Linked DNA regions of Sus scrofa: all the other regions are linked to region 1. A link is a contact called in public Hi-C, HiChIP or PLAC-seq and promoter capture Hi-C data. All regions are on one chromosome and are shown on one strand. The core of a region is the stretch at or near the end of the contact, and the rest is flanking DNA. Distances in the headings are between cores, read along the strand shown.

What was found. Promoter capture Hi-C pulls out the DNA fragments that hold promoters and counts their contacts. A called contact is a pair of places that touch in the nucleus more often than the background predicts. HiChIP or PLAC-seq counts read pairs in DNA pulled down with a chosen protein or histone mark.
Region 2: a promoter capture Hi-C map of fetal liver shows a contact between it and region 1, with 2.9 times the contacts expected there. The contact joins the promoter of PABPN1 here to the promoter of RBM23 in region 1. A contact is called at or near these places in 2 of 5 promoter capture datasets (fetal liver and liver), 4 of 47 Hi-C or Micro-C datasets (alveolar macrophages, heart right ventricle, liver and 1 more) and 1 of 2 datasets of contacts at active chromatin or transcription factors (alveolar macrophages).
Region 3: an H3K27ac HiChIP or PLAC-seq map of alveolar macrophages shows a contact between it and region 1. The contact joins the enhancer-like site here to the promoter of RBM23 in region 1. A contact is called at or near these places in 3 of 5 promoter capture datasets (fetal liver, fetal skeletal muscle and liver), 6 of 47 Hi-C or Micro-C datasets (alveolar macrophages, embryonic fibroblasts, epiblast stem cells and 3 more) and 2 of 2 datasets of contacts at active chromatin or transcription factors (alveolar macrophages and skeletal muscle).
Region 4: a Hi-C map of skeletal muscle shows a contact between it and region 1, with 3 times the contacts expected there. The contact joins the promoter of ABHD4 here to the promoter of RBM23 in region 1. A contact is called at or near these places in 2 of 5 promoter capture datasets (fetal liver and liver), 4 of 47 Hi-C or Micro-C datasets (epiblast stem cells, heart right ventricle, liver and 1 more) and 1 of 2 datasets of contacts at active chromatin or transcription factors (alveolar macrophages).

What each region holds. Positions count from the first base shown.
Region 1 is chr7:76,119,418-76,122,021 of Sscrofa11.1, forward strand. It overlaps RBM23 (probable RNA-binding protein 23), which reads left to right and starts at 1,308. Exons shown (of 14, transcript XM_021099252.1): 1 at 1,308-1,631. The coding sequence starts at 1,436. PRMT5 (protein arginine methyltransferase 5) reads left to right here. Exons shown (of 17, transcript NM_001160093.1): 17 at 1-200.
Region 2 is chr7:75,755,245-75,757,848 of Sscrofa11.1, forward strand. PABPN1 (poly(A) binding protein nuclear 1) reads right to left here and starts at 1,278. Exons shown (of 7, transcript NM_001243548.1): 1 at 920-1,278; 2 at 445-559. The coding sequence starts at 1,270.
Region 3 is chr7:76,456,710-76,459,313 of Sscrofa11.1, forward strand. It overlaps DAD1 (defender against cell death 1), which reads left to right. Exons shown (of 3, transcript NM_213944.1): 3 at 459-694. Among named protein-coding and RNA genes, the nearest start is that of DAD1, 26 kb to the left of the region's middle. Within about 2 kb of position 1,287, at least 19 of the 83 cell types and tissues checked have an H3K27ac peak or open chromatin away from gene starts, as enhancers often do. A contact at or near this core is called in alveolar macrophages and epiblast stem cells, where this site is marked.
Region 4 is chr7:76,430,553-76,433,156 of Sscrofa11.1, forward strand. ABHD4 (protein ABHD4) reads right to left here and starts at 1,284. Exons shown (of 7, transcript XM_021099270.1): 1 at 1,175-1,284. DAD1 (defender against cell death 1) reads left to right here and starts at 1,488. Exons shown (of 3, transcript NM_213944.1): 1 at 1,488-1,756. The coding sequence starts at 1,546.

The DNA of each region.
Region 1 (2,604 bases), core at 58-2,557:
GGCTAAGGCATGAGGAGTTTGTGCTGGATCTGAGGCTGCTCCAACAGGCACTCAGCCTCAAGTGCTCCCTGGAATAGCCCTGAGAACATGTGGATTGAACAAATTTTCAGCCTTTTTCCCTGCCCATCTCTGTTCCTGTTTTGGTGGTTTTGTGTAAGGAGGAAATACAAATAAAGTGAAGTTATGGCCTTTCCTGCTCCAACCCTGTTGCCCCCTGCCTGTTTCTCCACCCCTTACTTACACAAATTCAGACCTGTGCTCTTTTCCAAGACACGAAGGGACCTTGCTTTATTTCCTATTTAAGAAGCTTAGTGGTGACTCTTGGACTCCCAGGTCCAGCTACAGTGCGGTCTTATCCATTAGGACCTGTGATAAGGCTCTTGTCTGGGGACAGGGCAGGGTGCTGCCATGAAGAAAGATGGGGTAGTGAGTGAAGCCAGCCACCCTTTCACCTTCCTGAGCTGCTGCACTGCCAGCTCCTTTGTTACTTCTTGGGAGAAATACTGGAAGTTACCCAGACTCCTGCAGCCAGAAGCCGCATATTTTGTTTGAATAAAATCACAGGGTTAAAGTTGGAAATCCTCAGACATAATCCAGTTCTACATTTACAGAGGAAGGATTTGAAATTGGTACAATGATATAAAGTTAATATACCAAATTAGGACTCAACATGATTCCTCTCACTTCGTGGCCCTCTCCATGTTTTAACCAGCTACGTTTCTGGCAGCTGAAGTCTTAGGGTTCTGGAAGCCCTTGGGTCATGAGTGTGGACAATTCCTTCTCTTTATGGTTAGAGGGATGAGTATTGTTGCACCCAAAGAGTCACTTGCGAAACTCTTTTCTTGTGGTTTCGAGGTGTGTGGGGCACTGATTTGAACTGAAGGTATGTGAGCTGTAGGACCAGGCAGAATGTGGAAGACTAATCTGACCGACTAATCAGGTCCAAGCGCTGAGGACAGAAGGCGGCGGCTAGGAGAGAATGTAGACAGAATGAGGATGTGGAGCCCAGCATTCCTCCCCACGTGAAGCAAATGCAGTTGCTCTCTATAAAGCCGTCCTGGATAAGCTTAATGAGACCCCGTCTTGCCAAAATAGAATAGGGACCGGCAAGGACGTCACTGTACCTCCCCGTTGGCTCCGCCCACAGCGTTGACCTAGCTTCAGGAGTGCGGGGGAGCTGGGCAGGCGAGTCCTTGCCGCGTCTGCGCCGGGTTTCCCCGCCCTGTCGCAAGCCATTTAACCAATGAGAGCGATGGGCGGATGTCTAAAGCTTCTGCTTTTCCCCAGTCTTGGAAAGGTTAGCCAATCAATGGGAACTTGATGGTTGCTAAGAGACCTTTGAGCTTGGCTCCACCCTTGCTTAGGATTTTAGCCAATGAAAATCTGTACTTTGGACTGTTGCCGCTAAACCGGAGAGGTTCGTTCTGCCGCCTGAATGTTTCCGCGCCTGCGCAGATCGGGGAAGGTTCTGGAAGACTGTGGAGCTGCCGCCATTTTGCGGGAAGTGGAGCAGCTCCGGTTGCTGTGGTGCTTTTATTGCGGAGTGTCTGGAAGAGAGACATACTTAGCACCCTCCGACACACCCAGAGGAACCGAAGGAACCGGGGTCCCCCTGCGGGGACCCGGAACTGGTAAGAAACCCCGAAACCGGTCCCCCCGTCGCGACGTCACCTATGCGTGACGTTGTCGCACGGCCCCTCCCCCTTACGTCAGAGGCAGAAAATGGCGTTAAGAGCAGAATGGGGCAAACTTTTAAAATAAATTTTTTTTGGCTTTCTTTGATCTGGAAGTGTTCGCTACTTAATTGTTGTCCACTGGCACTGTATTAGGGATCGGCAGCCTCGTGGCTGTGTCTACCGATGAAAGACTGTTTCAAGGATCCCCGTGACTGATCCCTTTCCAGGTTCCCACATTGCTGATGTTTAGAGTCCCACGTACTGTGGAGGGACAGTCTCAGAGGACACTTGGGATCGGTTTTCAGGCCCTAGTGGCACTACTCAGAGAGATGAGGGAATTGAGATTTATTCCTCAGTGTCTGAAGTTTCACGTTCCGTGTTTGGTCACTGCTCACACATTCCGTGGCGGCGGTAGAGGAATATAGTGAGGCCACAAACGAGGTTTCAGCATCAGGATACCGGCCCTCGCAGAGATGCTGCCCGTCGGTTACTTGTAGGTCCGTGTTTTGAAATGTGGCCTTGGCTTGTTACACAGCGTGGGGAATGTTTTTATCTTTTTCATTGTTGCTGTACTTAATTAAGCTGTCTTGTGCCCAGCTCAGTGACCGGACCCAGGAGATGGCGCTACCATCACCCCTGGAACTTCAGCGTTTGGTGAATTATGCCCAATCCAGGCCAACCGCGGTTCTTCATTCTCCTTTGCCCCCGCAGCAGTGGGACCCAAGCGCTGACGTGGGTCTTGACTGTGTGGCATGACAGGGTCCATGCAGCGCCATGGTTGTGGAACCCTAATGCAATTTTTCAGAGCAGGGTTGGAGGAAAGCAAAGTTTTAATGGATGGGATTGAATGGACTTTGACCAGTAATTAGGACTTAATTTGAAAACTTCCAACCAGAAAACTCATAATATTTTTAGAACATTTAGAAAG
Region 2 (2,604 bases), core at 28-2,527, 360 kb before region 1:
ATTGAATAGCTTTGGTTGCAATGATCTGGAAAGTGAACAAAATTAAGTGGGCTGAGATTGGACGTTTCTGGATTAGAGAGGAAGCCCCCTGAAGCTGAGCAGTTCTCTTAAGACTCCTAACTAAAGGGTCTCCAACTGAGAGAACTATTGGACTTGAAGGTCAAATGCCAGCTGGCAACCTTCACAAAGGGCAGAGAAAGACTAAGAACAAAGAGCAACACATTTGTAACAGGAACAAAGGGAGGCACAAGACTACCATCACCAAAACAGACTCGGTCTCACAAAGGTCAGAAACACACAACGGACTACGACCGAGGCACCTGCCCAATAACTGCTCAGACAAGCAGCTCCAAGGTATGGAGCATCCAATCCCATATGAACCGTGCTCCCATAACCCTTCCAATGCGAGAACCTGGGATCCGCGTGTAACCGCCAGTTACTCACCATTGCCTGGTGGTGGACTCATATTCATCTGCTTCTCTACTTCGTTCTGTAGCTCCTTTAGCTTCTCAGCTTCTTCCTCCATCTCCCTGACTCGAGCTTTGATCGCTTCCAGCTCCTACAATGAGTGGGGAGGGTATGGAGAAGAGCTTAAGAGGAACCAACGCAGGGGCTTTGCCCTGCTCTCGATCGGCGCGCGGCCCCAGCCATGCTCTGCCATTTCCCTTGCCCCACGCGAGGGTCATGATAAAAAGAAAATCAAGCTACCTTTTTTAGAACAACACTAGACACCCATTACGTCCGAATCCACCCGGCTGGGCCCCTTCTGGCGGTCGATGCTGCGTCCCCAGCCCGGCCCCAGCCACGTTATTCCCCGCCCACCCCCACCCCCCGCCCGCCTCCCGCTCGCCCGAGCTCTGGGCCTCCCGTGACCCGGCCGGCCGGTCGCCGGCCTGCTCGCTCGCCCTCCTTCCCTCACCGGGTCCTCAATGGCGCCGTCCCCCGGGTCACCCTCGACCAGTCCCGGCTCCTCCTCCTCCTCCTGGCTGCCGGGGGCTCCCGAGCCAGGCCCAGGGCCCGGAGCTCCTGGGGGGGCGCGGGGCCGGGGCGGCTCCTCTTCGGGCTCGGGCTCCGGCTCGGGCTCCAGCAGCAGCTCCTCAGGCTCCAGCTCCTCAGACTCCAAGCCGTTCCCGTAGTCCCCTGCGCCCCCCGGGGCCCCCTCCCCGGCCTCCCCACCGGCCCCGGGCACAAGATGGCGCCGCCGCCCCGGCCCGGAGCCCCGACCGCCCGCAGCCCCCGCTGCTGCTGCCGCCGCCGCCGCCGCCGCCATCGCCGCTCAGACTGGGGCCCGCCGCCCAACGATTGGAGAGCTGCGCCGGCCACGCCGAGGATTCATTAGTCAAGCAGCCTGCCCATCACGGCGAGCTAGGAGTCCATTGGAGAATATTACTTGGCAATCAAATAAGACCCCACCCCTAAGGCGGGGGATTGCCCCAAATTCTCAAATCCCGGTAGGGGAAATCGGTCTGTCAATCAACGCACGTACCACCTCCTCTCAAGCCCTTAGGTAACAATGCCGCCACGCTGTGACGACGTTCTTGCTTCTCCCCCGCCTACGGGCGGATCCGCAAAGTATGGCGCTCCGTGATTGGCCGCTGGCTGAGCGAGTGGAAAGGACCAATCTAGCGATCCCCTCGCCGGAGTGGCCCAGTCTCAAACGCCGACTGGCTCGCGAGATTCGAAGGGCTGACCCCCGTTTTGTGACAGGTGAACTTTGCCCCCAAACGAACTGCTCGGCTTCCAGCGAGGGAAACCCTAGGTCACATGACTAGTCTTTAGGGTGCCGCCATCTTGATACTGTTGGTTGCCAGTATCAAGGTTGAACTTTTGAAAGGCAGAGGTCGGAAACTCTGCGGCGGTTTCTGGAAACCTGTTTCTGGGCACCAGGAATGCCCCAGTAGGTGGGATGTTGCTGGAAATGGAGGGTTCCGAATGGCGCTCTCCAGGAAGGAGCTTACCTTTCCCACTCAGGTTATTGGCACCATTATGCACTAGGTCTCCCCAAACCAGAAAGCAGGGAGGAATTCTCACTCCAGTACCAGTCACAAGTTCTAACCGTGCTGTCTTCCTACATAGGCATACTTTCCAAGCATTCTGCTTATGTCCCAGTTTCAGCCTGTTTTTCTCTTGCTTGGAATGTTTGCTACAACTCCCTAATGTGTCAGCTTCCAGTGTCACCATTTCAATCCACACCACTACCAGACCGAACTGGCTCCCCTTTGCTGGCCAGGTAAAGTCTTAAAATTCCTTGCTGAGGCCTTAAGAGACCTCAGGACCAGACTACTTGGTGTTATTTCCACAATCTTCATTCCAGCGGGTGTATCTGCACCCAGGTCTGTGCCTCTACATGCAGTCAGTCCTTTTTCAAGCAGACAGCTACAAACCCCGTCTTCACCTCCCCTGCGGAAGCCTTCCACTAGCCTCCCGTCTTCTCCCTTGACAAGCGGTCCTTCCTCCGCTGTGCGTTTGAGTGTTCTGTGCTGCCTTTCCTAACTAGAGTTTGCAAGAGCTTGGAGACGAGATTGGACTCTAAATTTGCACCTCCACCATGGGGGCAACATGCCTAGAACATAGTTTTCAATGGTTGACCACAGGATGCATGGG
Region 3 (2,604 bases), core at 37-2,536, 340 kb after region 1:
CAAAAACGAAAAAATTTCTGGAAGTTAGTGCTTTATAAGCTTTCTAAATCCAGAAAAACTCTTTAGGCTAAGTTGCAGCCCTCTAACCTCAAAAAAGGTTTTGGATCAGAGAGGTCAGAGTGGCTTAAGTGAAGTTGTACAGCTAATTAATTGTAGAGCTGGTGTGAGAACCTGCATCTGTAGTGCCGAGTCAGTTATGCCTTGGTGTGCTTGGAATTCAGATTTGAACTCTGAATTTTTATGTATAGCTCTGTAAAATGTTCAGTGAAAAATGTTTGTTTTATTCAGGTTGTTCTAGCCTGGCTTAAGTATGGTCCAGAATTTGGGAACCCCATAATTACCTTTGTCTTTGGGGGGCTAGAATTAAATGGAAGGATTTGAGGCCCTGTCTGTAGTATCACATGATATTTTTAGAAACCTCGAACAGCTCTTCTTACCTTTCTGCTTCTTTCTTTCAGGTTCACTCTGATTTCCCCTGGACAAGAGCTCTTAAGATGGCAGTTTGCTGGACACATGGATTTTCTTCAGATTTATGCTTACTACCACTCTGATTGTACAGAGCCCAGAAAAGTCCCGCGGCTTCTGACTCAGAATAACTTTGTAACTTCGTACTGGTCATTTATTAATACAGTCTTTGCCTGCCATTAAATGTAACCTTTTTGCCTTCCAGATTAAAGAATTCCATGCCACTCCTACCCCTGCCTCTGGCTCTGTTTTTTGTTTTTATTCTTTTTTGGGGTTAAAACCCTTTTTTTCCTTCAATCCTCTGGGCAGAGCTCTTTAGGAGTTGATAACTTGCAACTTTGAATCTACCTCCACGTTTTCAATAAGTGTATTTGCGGTTAATGACAAAGGCAGTGCTGACATCCCTGGGAAACGACAGCCCTTTGTCTTTTCCCTGGAGCTGGTAATCCTTTACTAATCCTTCAATCGTTGCAGGTGGTTCCGCTCTTGTGACACAATGCATTCCTGGAACTGCATCATTAAGCACTTTGTTAGAAATTTAACTCAGTGTGTGCTTCCCCATTTATATCTGTTTCAACATGATTTAGTGGTGAAAGTGAAATATGTATCTCTTAGACTGCATAGGAAGAGTGCAGAAAGTGGGGCTTGTGTGCATGCCTTCTTACAGGATACACTGCTGTCCAAACCAACTTCACAAGTGTTCTCTCATTTTGCTCTTACTGTTACCTTGGGGGCTCCGCTTCTCATTAGATAGGTGAAGAAGAGGAAGCTCCTCTTTGTAACTTGTTTAAGATCAGAGTCCATGATGTGCTTGGGTGGAACAATAGGTCTGCTGGCTGAAGTCTAGGCCTGGTTGATATGTGTCATGGTAGCACCCCTCCTTCTATCTTGGGTGCTATATATCAAAAATATGCTGTGTTGAGAAGTCCACTCTTTGAACTGAGCTGACTGCTGAGATGGTGAGTTGTGCTCTAGAGCTTTCCCAACTTGGCTGCACTTTAGAATTGCTTGGGGGTTTTAAAAATGAAACCTCAGTGCCCAGGGCACACCACAGATCAGTTGGGGGTAGCGTCTGTACCTTATAAAGGAGATTCTCATGTGCAGCCAAATCAGAGAAGCACTGCTCTGGATTCTTGCTCCTTAAATTACAGCCCATTGACCAGCAGTATTGACCACACTGGGAGCTTATTTGAAAAGGAGTCTCTCGAGCCCCACCCTAGGCCCTACTGAAGCAGAATCTTCAACACCGTCTACATGTGATTCCTGTGCATATTATAGTTTTAGAAGCACCCATCCAGAATGATGGTTCTCAGATTTTGGTGTATGTCACAACTACCTGGGAACTTAGTAAAAATGAGCTTGGCTTTCTGTGTTCATTAGCTCTCTGTGTAACTCTGATACACGCTGAAGTTTGAGACTCACTCTAGATCAGGAGTTGGCAAGCTTTTTCTTTTTTTTCTTTTTTCTTTTTTCTTTTTTTTTGCTTTTGAGGGCCGCACCTGCGGCATATGGAGGTTCCCAGGCTAGGGGTCTAATCCGAGCTGCAGCTGCTGGCCTACACCACAGTTACAGCAAGGCCAGATCCGAGCCACGTCTGCGACCTATACCACAACTCATGGCAATGCCGGATCCTTAACCCACTGAGTGAGTCCAGGGACTGAACCCGTGACCTCATGGTTCCTAGTCAGATTTGTTTCCCCTGTGCCATGATGGGAACTCCGGCAAGCTTTTTCTTAAATGAATGGCCTGGCAGTGTGGTCCAATAAAATTTTGTTTATAAAAATCACTGTCCTTGGACCATGGCTTGCCATTCCAAGGGATACTAGTTCACTAAAATTATGACTTAATTTAATATGCCTTAAAATTTTTATGTACAGATGTACTTCCTGATAAGGAGGCTTCTGAATTATTTTAGTCTGGATTGGTAAATAGGTATTTTAAATAAGAAAAGCATCTGAACTTTATTTTTTATTATTTATTTACTTATTTATTGTCTTTTGTCTTTTTTTTTTTTTTTTAGGGCCACACCTGCAGCATATGGAAGTTCCCAGGCTAGGGGTCAAATTGGAGCTGTAGCTGCCAGCCTACACCACAGCCACAGCAATGTGGGATCCTTAACCCACTGAACGATGGTAGGGA
Region 4 (2,604 bases), core at 34-2,533, 310 kb after region 1:
CGTTAACCCACTGAATAAGGCCAGGGATCGAACCTACATCCTCATGGATGCTAGTCAGATTCGTTAACCACTGAGCCACCACGGGAACTCCTGGTTCCAGTGTGAACACAAACAACAAATGAAAACTAAGGAAGGTTTACTTGCTGTTTTAGGAATTTTGCTTGAGTGGCTAGGATAGTTTAAAGTTACTAATAAGTTGAAAAAGTACCTGGTTATATGCTACTTGCAGCTGAAAGTGCGATGAGCTAGGTCTGTTAGATCAGATTCACCTAAAATAAAAGGGCAGCAGGAGTTCTCTTGTGGCACAGTGGGTTAAGGATCTGGCATTGTCACTGCAGTGGCTTGGGTTGCTGCTGTGACCTGGTTTGATCCCTGGCCAGGGTAATTTCCACAAGCCTCTGGCATGGGAAAAAAACAAAACAAAACAAAAAACGCGGCAAAAGCCAGAAACTAAGGTGGACCTTATTTTTCAAAAAGGTTAAAACACTAAATACAAGTAACTAATTCCACTTGTTAAAATACAAAACCTTAAACCTTCATTTTCTTCTGCAAAATAAATCGGAAGGGGTAGAGTTTGAACCAGGCACCAGGCAATGCTCTTTCAGGCCTTTCAGCACTGACATTCTGGGATAGTTCAACAACAGGTTCAAGATGCTAGGTTGGGAGTAGCACGCTGCTAAACTTGATCGTATACTCTATGCAATTTAATCGACTTTCTCACCCCACGCCCACCCCCAGCTCTTTTAAGACTATCAGATTCACCGAAGAATACCTACAATTGACTAACTACAATTCAAAAAATGTGGAGGAGCCCAATAAATGTCTGCTGAATGAATACCTGAGGTTTGATTCTATCGCTCTTATTAATAAGCGTCCCCAAGTCTAGATCCTAAAGCCAGTTCAGGACCGGGTAAAGTCGAGCTCCCCCACTCCGCCCCACACCTCCCACCCCCAATAACCACGTCTAAACTGGTGCCCGCTCAGACACTGATCGGGTGGTTCCAACTTTGGGGCAACCTGACTTGCTCCAATGATCTGGGACGGATCGCAGTTAGCGCCCTTAACAGAATTAGGACCGAACAAGTACTGAACCCGGAGAGCGCCAGACATTGCCCTATAGCAGATCTAAATAGTATATGTTTGAGAACGTGAGTGAACCAAAGAGACTCCAAACCTCGGAGTAGCTTCGCTATTGGCTGTAAAGCCTCTCCCGGTCTTCCTCCCGCACTATCTTGTTGCTAGAGCAACTGTGGGCGTCACCAACCTGACGGCGGAAATGGAACAAAAAGAGTACACGTCTCCAGCACAGGGAAAGATCCGTTGCGCAGGCGCACTAGCTTTCTCTGGCTGTAGTTCTCATTTTGAGGATGTATTCTGCGTCTGCGCATTGGTTGTTTCGCGCCTTGGTCGGTCTATACGCCTGCGCAAATCGGGGAGGACGGAGCTGGGCTGTACCGCTGCGCATGCGCTAAGACTACATCCGGTGTGGTCGTCTGGTACTCTAGGAGCTTGGGGTACGCCGGCCGAAGTACCAAGTTTATAGTCATGTCGGCGTCGGTGTTGTCGGTAATCTCCCGGTTCTTAGAAGAGTACTTGAGCTCCACTCCTCAGCGTCTGAAATTGTTGGATGCATATCTCTTGTATATACTGCTGACCGGGGCGCTGCAATTCGGTTACTGTCTCCTCGTGGGGACCTTCCCCTTCAACTCTTTCCTCTCCGGCTTTATCTCTTGCGTGGGGAGCTTCATTCTAGCGGGTAATGATTCAGTAATAATCTCCATAATAATGTGTTTCTTTGGTGCGCTGCTTTTATTCCCACAGTGCTCGTCTCTTTGTATCAGAACACTGCCTTGTCAAGTTATGAGAGGAGCCTGCATTGCTCTCTCTTTGTGAATGGGGAAATGGAGGGTCAGACAGGTGGCGTGCCTGTTACTGGAGAATCACCAAGGAGCTGGAATTAAATATAGAAACCACTTTCATGCTGCTGTGCAACCTGGTGATCCTCTTCACTTTGTATATATAGTCCAGGGAAAACTTCTTCCCAATTTCCACCTAGCTTTAACACAACTTTGAAGTTGGTAGACTTTTTTTTTTTATTTTTAAACTTACTATAGTTGACTTACAATGTTTTATTAATTTCTGCTGTACAGTAAAGTGATCCAGTTATACATATGTATGTGTATATGTATATATATATATATATATTCTTTTTTACGTTATCCTCCATCGTGTTCCATCACTGATGATTAGATATAGTTCCCTATGCTATACAGCAGAATCTCATTGCTTATCCACTCTAGGGTTAGGTGCTATAGTTTGCATCTACTAACCCCATACTCCCAGCCCATCCCACTCCCTCCCCTTCTCCCTGTTCTCCATGTCCATGGGTTTGTTTCTTTTCTGTAGATAGATTCATTTGTGCCATTATTCCAGATATAAGCGATATATGGTATTTGTCTTTCTTTCCTTTTTTTTTTTTTTTTTTTTTTTTGCTTTTTAGGGCCACACCCACAGCATATGGAATTTCCTAGGCTGAGAGTCGAATTGGAGTTACAGCTGCTGGCCTACACCACAGCAACGCTAGATCCAAGCTGTGTCTGTGAC